2 separate regions of the Sus scrofa genome follow, and region 1 is linked to region 2. A link is a contact called in public Hi-C data. All regions are on one chromosome and are shown on one strand. Each heading gives the region's core, a stretch centred on a gene start, on an enhancer-like site or on the middle of the called end of the contact. The rest is flanking DNA. Distances are from core to core; before and after follow the strand shown. Region 1 overlaps MBP (myelin basic protein). Region 2 has its middle 19 kb from the start of GALR1.

Region 1 (2,700 bases), core at 95-2,594, 180 kb after region 2:
GTGCTGAAGAGAACCAGGAGGCAGAGCCCCAGCCCTGGCCAGCAGGGCGCCTCAAGCCCACCTCCCACAGAGCCCAGGAGCCGCAGAGCACAGGCCCTGGGAGGCCACATCCTGCCCGTAGCTGCGGCCTTGGGACTGAGGGTTTCTGCTCTCTGGCCTGTTTCTTGGCCAGAAAGTACAAGTGTCAGAGTCTGACTGCATGTGTCTCCACTGGCCTTTTCTTCAAATCTCAGGAACTTTCGTAACCGTGCAGATGGCCGACGTGCTGGGGTGACCCTCATGCCTCAGGCTGTAGGATCTTGTTCTGCTCATGAGAAGCACAGCCCCAGCCCCCAGGAATCCCTCACACAAGGGTCGGGGGGCAGCTTCCAGAGGCTTTCTTCCTGCTTCATCGTCAGGTTTTCTGCATCCATGTCCTTCTGATTTCCAAGTATATGGCTGTGGCCAGAACTGGGTGATCCTGATGGGCCCTGGAGGTCTAGCTGTGGGGACACAGAACAGATCAAGTTCTGGCCTCCCCTGGGGCCAGGCCGGTGTTCTATTCTGCCGGCAGAAGGGCTGCTTCCCATGGCAGCAGCACGAGGCCCTCAGCCTTCACTTGCTGGAAAGCCTGTGGCTGCTTGGCTTTTCCTTCCAAAACAGATATTCCTGACTGTGCATCCCTTAACTATGCACCGTCATCCTGCACAAGGAGACATGGAACTCCAAGACAGCAAAGTCGTCCTGGGTGTTGTTTGCTTTGCACCTCTGTTGAGGTCTTAGCTTGATTTTCTTGCTGGGAAGTCTTTCACATACTTTGGACACATTGAGGTCTTTAAAAATGGGTGCCTGGGAGCCAGGAAAGAAGTGGAGAGGTTAAGGCCAACATCCAACCCTGCCTCCCGCCATTGCAGAAGGTGATAGACAGAAACTTCCAGACCCACATTCAAGAGCCTCGCTCTCGGCACCAGCCCTGAGCTTGGGAAACAGAGGTAAGCCCTTTCTGCAGTAAAGATGTGCCTGTGTGTCTTTGTGAGCTCTCCCAGGCTTCCCAGGCCAAGGAAGGAGGGGTTGCCTCAGACAAGTGAGGGCTGCCTGGCCATGGAAATTGTGGATGGATCTTCACAGAGGCCACTGGGCAGGTTGGCCTGGGCGGGTGCATCAGCCGGAGGGCGGGCTGCCAAGAGGAAAAGGCATCCTCACCACCCTGACAGAAGCTTCCAGCTCCGGCCTCACTACCAGGCCTCAGAGGCCCCCCCATCGGGAGTTCAAGCCCCTTCGAAAAACACACAGCCTTCCTTCAGTGTTCACTGAAGGAGCAGACCCAAGGGCTGTGACATGTGACACTGACTTCCTGTCTTCCTGTGCCCGGGGTGATCTCATGCCTGCATCCCAGGAGATTGCAGTTGGTCCTTGCCAGGAGGCCTCTGACACCAAGCCGAGGGCATCAAACCCATTTGTCTGAGAAGGCCGGGATCCTGGGTCTCCTCGTTTCAGATGAAACATGGCAAAGGAAAGCAGAAGCCAACCTGCCCCTGGCCGCCCACAGCCTTCAGCTGGACAATTTGCTCAGGGAGGAAACTCTCCAACTTGAAAACCTGTCCAGGCTGAAACGAGCACCAGAAACAGCCCTGACACACAGGCTGCCCCGCCAGCCACCACTATGCCCACCAGCCTTCTCCATTTCCGGTAGCTGAGAAGAAATGCATTGCGAGAACAGTCACCAGGTCACCTAAAATCTCCACCCAAGTCAAAGGTCTGCCTGCGAATCGCTCCCGTGATTGAGAAAATCCTGCTGCTGACATTGCACAGCTTTCTCTAAAGAAGGGAAAGGCCTCGGGCTTTAATTAAAATCATTCGAGTCAATGATTCAGAAGCAAACATAGTCTTCGACTTGCCAAGGGCAAAAACACAGAGCAGATTGCATATACCATTCAGACACAAGGCAGTTCTCTCCAGATTGTGAAATCCAAATGCCGGGACCTTGCCAGAAAAACTCTAGCATTAACTCCCAAGGCACATTAGAAGCTGTTTGACCAGAAACAGAGCAACTACTTCCTCTGAAAAACAAATAAGCAAACCTAGGAGCGTGGCCAAAAGACCCAAGAGAATCTCCTCGTCCAGCGATTTCTGGGAATGGCCAGAGGTTGGGGGTCGCACGCCGTGTTATCAGCACCAGCTCTGCAAGGGAGAAGCAGCATAGCTCCGACAGTTTCCAGCCAGGCGTACCACTTCTGCTGCAAGCTGGTGACATCTGGGACACCTGTTGTAGTCCGTAACATTAATTTTATTGGCATCTAGTTCAGTACCTGGGCCAGAGTTGCCACCAAGGTGGGGAGGAAAGCTCCCAACCTTTCTTTCCAAAGCCTGGCTCTTCAGCACAAGCTCTGCTACTGCCTCTGTCAGGAAGCCCATCAGGAGGCCAAATCACTTCCACAAGATTTCTAAGGATGGAAAGGATCTTTATAAGCCATGAAAGAAGCGTGAAGCAAGGGGAAAAGGGCAGAAAACGTCTATCCGTTTCCTAGTGAACTGCGTTTCATCATTCTTAAATACCAAGAAAACAATATAGAAGCCCATTTAGTTTTATAACCACTTTCACAAGAAAAAAACCATTTTCCTGATCCAGGTCTTACTCTGTTGAGGGTACCTTATCACCGGCAATTCAGTAAAAGGGAGACCGTTTTACAGTCTTTAACCAAATAGGTTAAAGGGATGAAC
Region 2 (2,887 bases), core at 155-2,654:
GATTAACAAGAAAGCATAGCTTTCTTATGAACTCATTTCTTTGTATATGCCAAGTATCTAGACGCAGGTGTAAAAAGACAACAGACAACAATGGTGACAGCCCTCTTTAGTAATCCCCCCCCCGCCAAATTAATCTGTAATTTCAGTGCACGTTCAATCGAAACGTCTTTGGAGTTGTAGGTGAGTGATGGGGGAGCTTGACAAAAACGGTTCTAAACTTCAGCTGGAAGAGTAAATTGTAAGAAAGGCCATGCCTTTTTCTGAAATAAGCCTCATGAGTGATCTCAGTGAGGGCAATGATTCAAAGTGGGCTGTCCCTCTTTCAGGAGTCATTCCTACAGAAATAACTAAAGGTCAACGACTTCATAGGAAAGGATGCTCACTGCTGTACTTTGTAACAGTAAGAAAATTGGAGATTATCTAAATGCCTAACCAAATTATGCTGGAAAAAGTAATTATGATACATGCCTTCTATGGCCTTCCATCTGCCCACTGGAAAGGCGTACTGAAAAATACTAAGATGACATATCCAAGTCTGTGCTAACAGAGAATGCAGCAAGAAATATACTTAGTAAAAAAAAAATCTATTTACAAGACAGTATGTATAGCCTGGTCACGTTTTTAAAAAAATCTCATATATGAACATAAATATTTCTACATGTTTACAGCCACGTCTGTACGTGAATATGGAAGGACCCAGGCCATCCTCTGGGGAAAGCACAATGGGATCCTCCACATTTTACTAAATAACCGTATACTGTGTGATTTTATTAACTGAGTGGATATTTTGTAATGTTTTAATGATAAAAAAAGAAATGTTCAATTATTCTGTAAGTTTCAAATATTATTCTAGGTACCAATATAATCAATTGCTATTCATTGCCTGCTCTGACAAACAACTCACCAATCCCAGCTGATAAAACGCCCTGAATCTGTAGTTGCCACGACAAAGCCAGCAGAGGATAATTCTGATTTTTCTGAAATATGCCTCTATGACACACAAAAACAGACAGACCATCCGCCGGCTCTTTTTCGATAGTGGTTCTATAGCGCCCCCTTGAGTTCGTTCCAAAGAAATTTCTAGAGAAGTGCAAACAACGTACTGAACCGGGTGGTTACTGATGGCGGGGATGTTTCTAAAAACCAAAAGCCAGCGTCAATCCCCGAAAAACCTTTATCTGTCAAAAGTATTTATCTGAATAGTTAAAATAATATAAAAAATACTTAACTGAGAAGTTTACTTTGGAAAGAAGTAGTACTTATTTGACTATGTTGCTCTCAGCACAATCTTGGCACCAAGTAGCTGATGACTCCCTGCGGCTTAATAAGACTCCAAGCCGTGCTCCTCACCGAGATCATCGCTCTCCCTTGGCCTCCAGTGAACACGCACACCCCTGGCTCTGCCGCGTCCAGATCCCCTCCTCTCCAGTACAGCCAGAGAACCAGGTTCTGCATCTACAGCCGTCTGCACCACTGCCATTTATGGTGACGCCCCTGCCGTCCACGCCCAGCATCCCGTACACAGCTGGGACGTGGGGTGTCCCCTGAGTCCCCCCTCAGAGGGCCGAGGCCTCCATCAGTGCCTTTGTCGGTGAGGTTGGTGCCATCAGAGTGGGAAGGCTAAGTGGAAGCCTCTGAACATTTCTCCCAGTTTGGAAGAACAAATCAAAGATGACACAGGAAGTCATTGCTTTATATGGTCTGCTATGCGCAAGTGTCAGGCACCACACTTTACACATCAGCGCCCCCCGTGTATTAACCAGGGCCCTTTAGAGAAACAGAGTCAGGAGGATGTGGGCACATGTGTATGCTTATATTTGTGCGTGCATGTGTGTGTGTGTGTGTGTGTGTGTGTGTGTGTGTGTGTGTAGATGTAGAGGTAGAAGAATGGAGAGAGAGGAAAAGAGACATGTGTTTTATTTTAGGCACTGGCTCATATAATCTAGGAGCTGACAATTCTAAACTCTGCAGGGCAGGCTGGCAAGCTGGAGAATCAGGGAAAAGCAGACATTGCAGGCAAGTCTGAAGATAGCCGGAGGCAGAATCCCTTCTCCTGGAGCCTCGGCTTTTCCTCTTGAACTTTCAGCTCATTGGACGAGGCCCACCCTCACTGTGGAATGCAATCTGCTTTACTCAAAACTCCAATGATGTAACTGTTAATCTCAACTTAAAAAATACCATCACAATAACATATAGATTGGCCTCTGACCAATACCTGGGTACCATGACCTAGCCAACCTGACACATAAAATTAACCATCGAAACTAAAACCCAATTCAAATTTCAGTTACTGCGAACAATGAAATGTGAGTAACTGTATGAAGGGCAAATATCACTAATGCTCTTCAGTCCACAAATCACTGCATAAATAAGATGTGCCTTGTGGTCAGCGACCAATCACATTGCTTCTTTCAGTCCCTGTTGGTGATTGGTCACTGTGCATCTGTTGTGGAGGTCACGCACAAACAGCAAAGTGGGCAGAAAAAGCATTTGTCAAAATTAAACCCTCTTTAATGACTGAAAATACACTCAACAAACTAGGAATAAAAGAATTTCCTGGAGTTCCCGTCGTGGCGCAGTGGTTAATGAATCTGACTAGGATCCATGAGGTTGCGGGTTCGGTCCCTGCCCTTGCTCAGTGGGTTAAAGATCGAGCGTTGCCGTGAGCTGTGGTGTAGGTTGCAGACGCGGCTCGGATCCCGCGTTGCTGTGGCTCTGGCGTAGGCTGGTGGCTACAGCTCCGATTCAACCCCTAGCCTGGGAATCTCCATATGCCACGGGAGCGGCCCAAGAAATGGCAAAAAGACAAAATAAAATAAAATAAAATATTCTTTTAAAAAAAAAATTTCCTCAAACTGATAATGAACACTCAGGAAAAACCCACTGC

Evidence for each region. A called contact is a pair of places that touch in the nucleus more often than the background predicts.
Region 1: a contact with region 2 is called in a Hi-C map of retroperitoneal adipose tissue, with 2.6 times the contacts expected there. The contact joins two enhancer-like sites. A contact is called at or near these places in 1 of 5 promoter capture datasets (liver), 14 of 47 Hi-C or Micro-C datasets (embryonic fibroblasts, epiblast stem cells, fetal skeletal muscle and 7 more) and 2 of 2 datasets of contacts at active chromatin or transcription factors (alveolar macrophages and skeletal muscle).

What each region holds. Positions count from the first base shown.
Region 1 is chr1:147,660,272-147,662,971 of Sscrofa11.1, forward strand. The region is part of intron 2 of MBP (myelin basic protein); the gene reads left to right. Among named protein-coding and RNA genes, the nearest start is that of MBP, 12 kb to the left of the region's middle. Within about 2 kb of position 1,345, at least 23 of the 83 cell types and tissues checked have an H3K27ac peak or open chromatin away from gene starts, as enhancers often do. A contact at or near this core is called in retroperitoneal adipose tissue, where this site is marked.
Region 2 is chr1:147,484,002-147,486,888 of Sscrofa11.1, forward strand. No RefSeq gene overlaps it. Among named protein-coding and RNA genes, the nearest start is that of GALR1, 19 kb to the left of the region's middle. Within about 2 kb of position 1,405, at least 3 of the 83 cell types and tissues checked have an H3K27ac peak or open chromatin away from gene starts, as enhancers often do. A contact at or near this core is called in retroperitoneal adipose tissue, where this site is marked.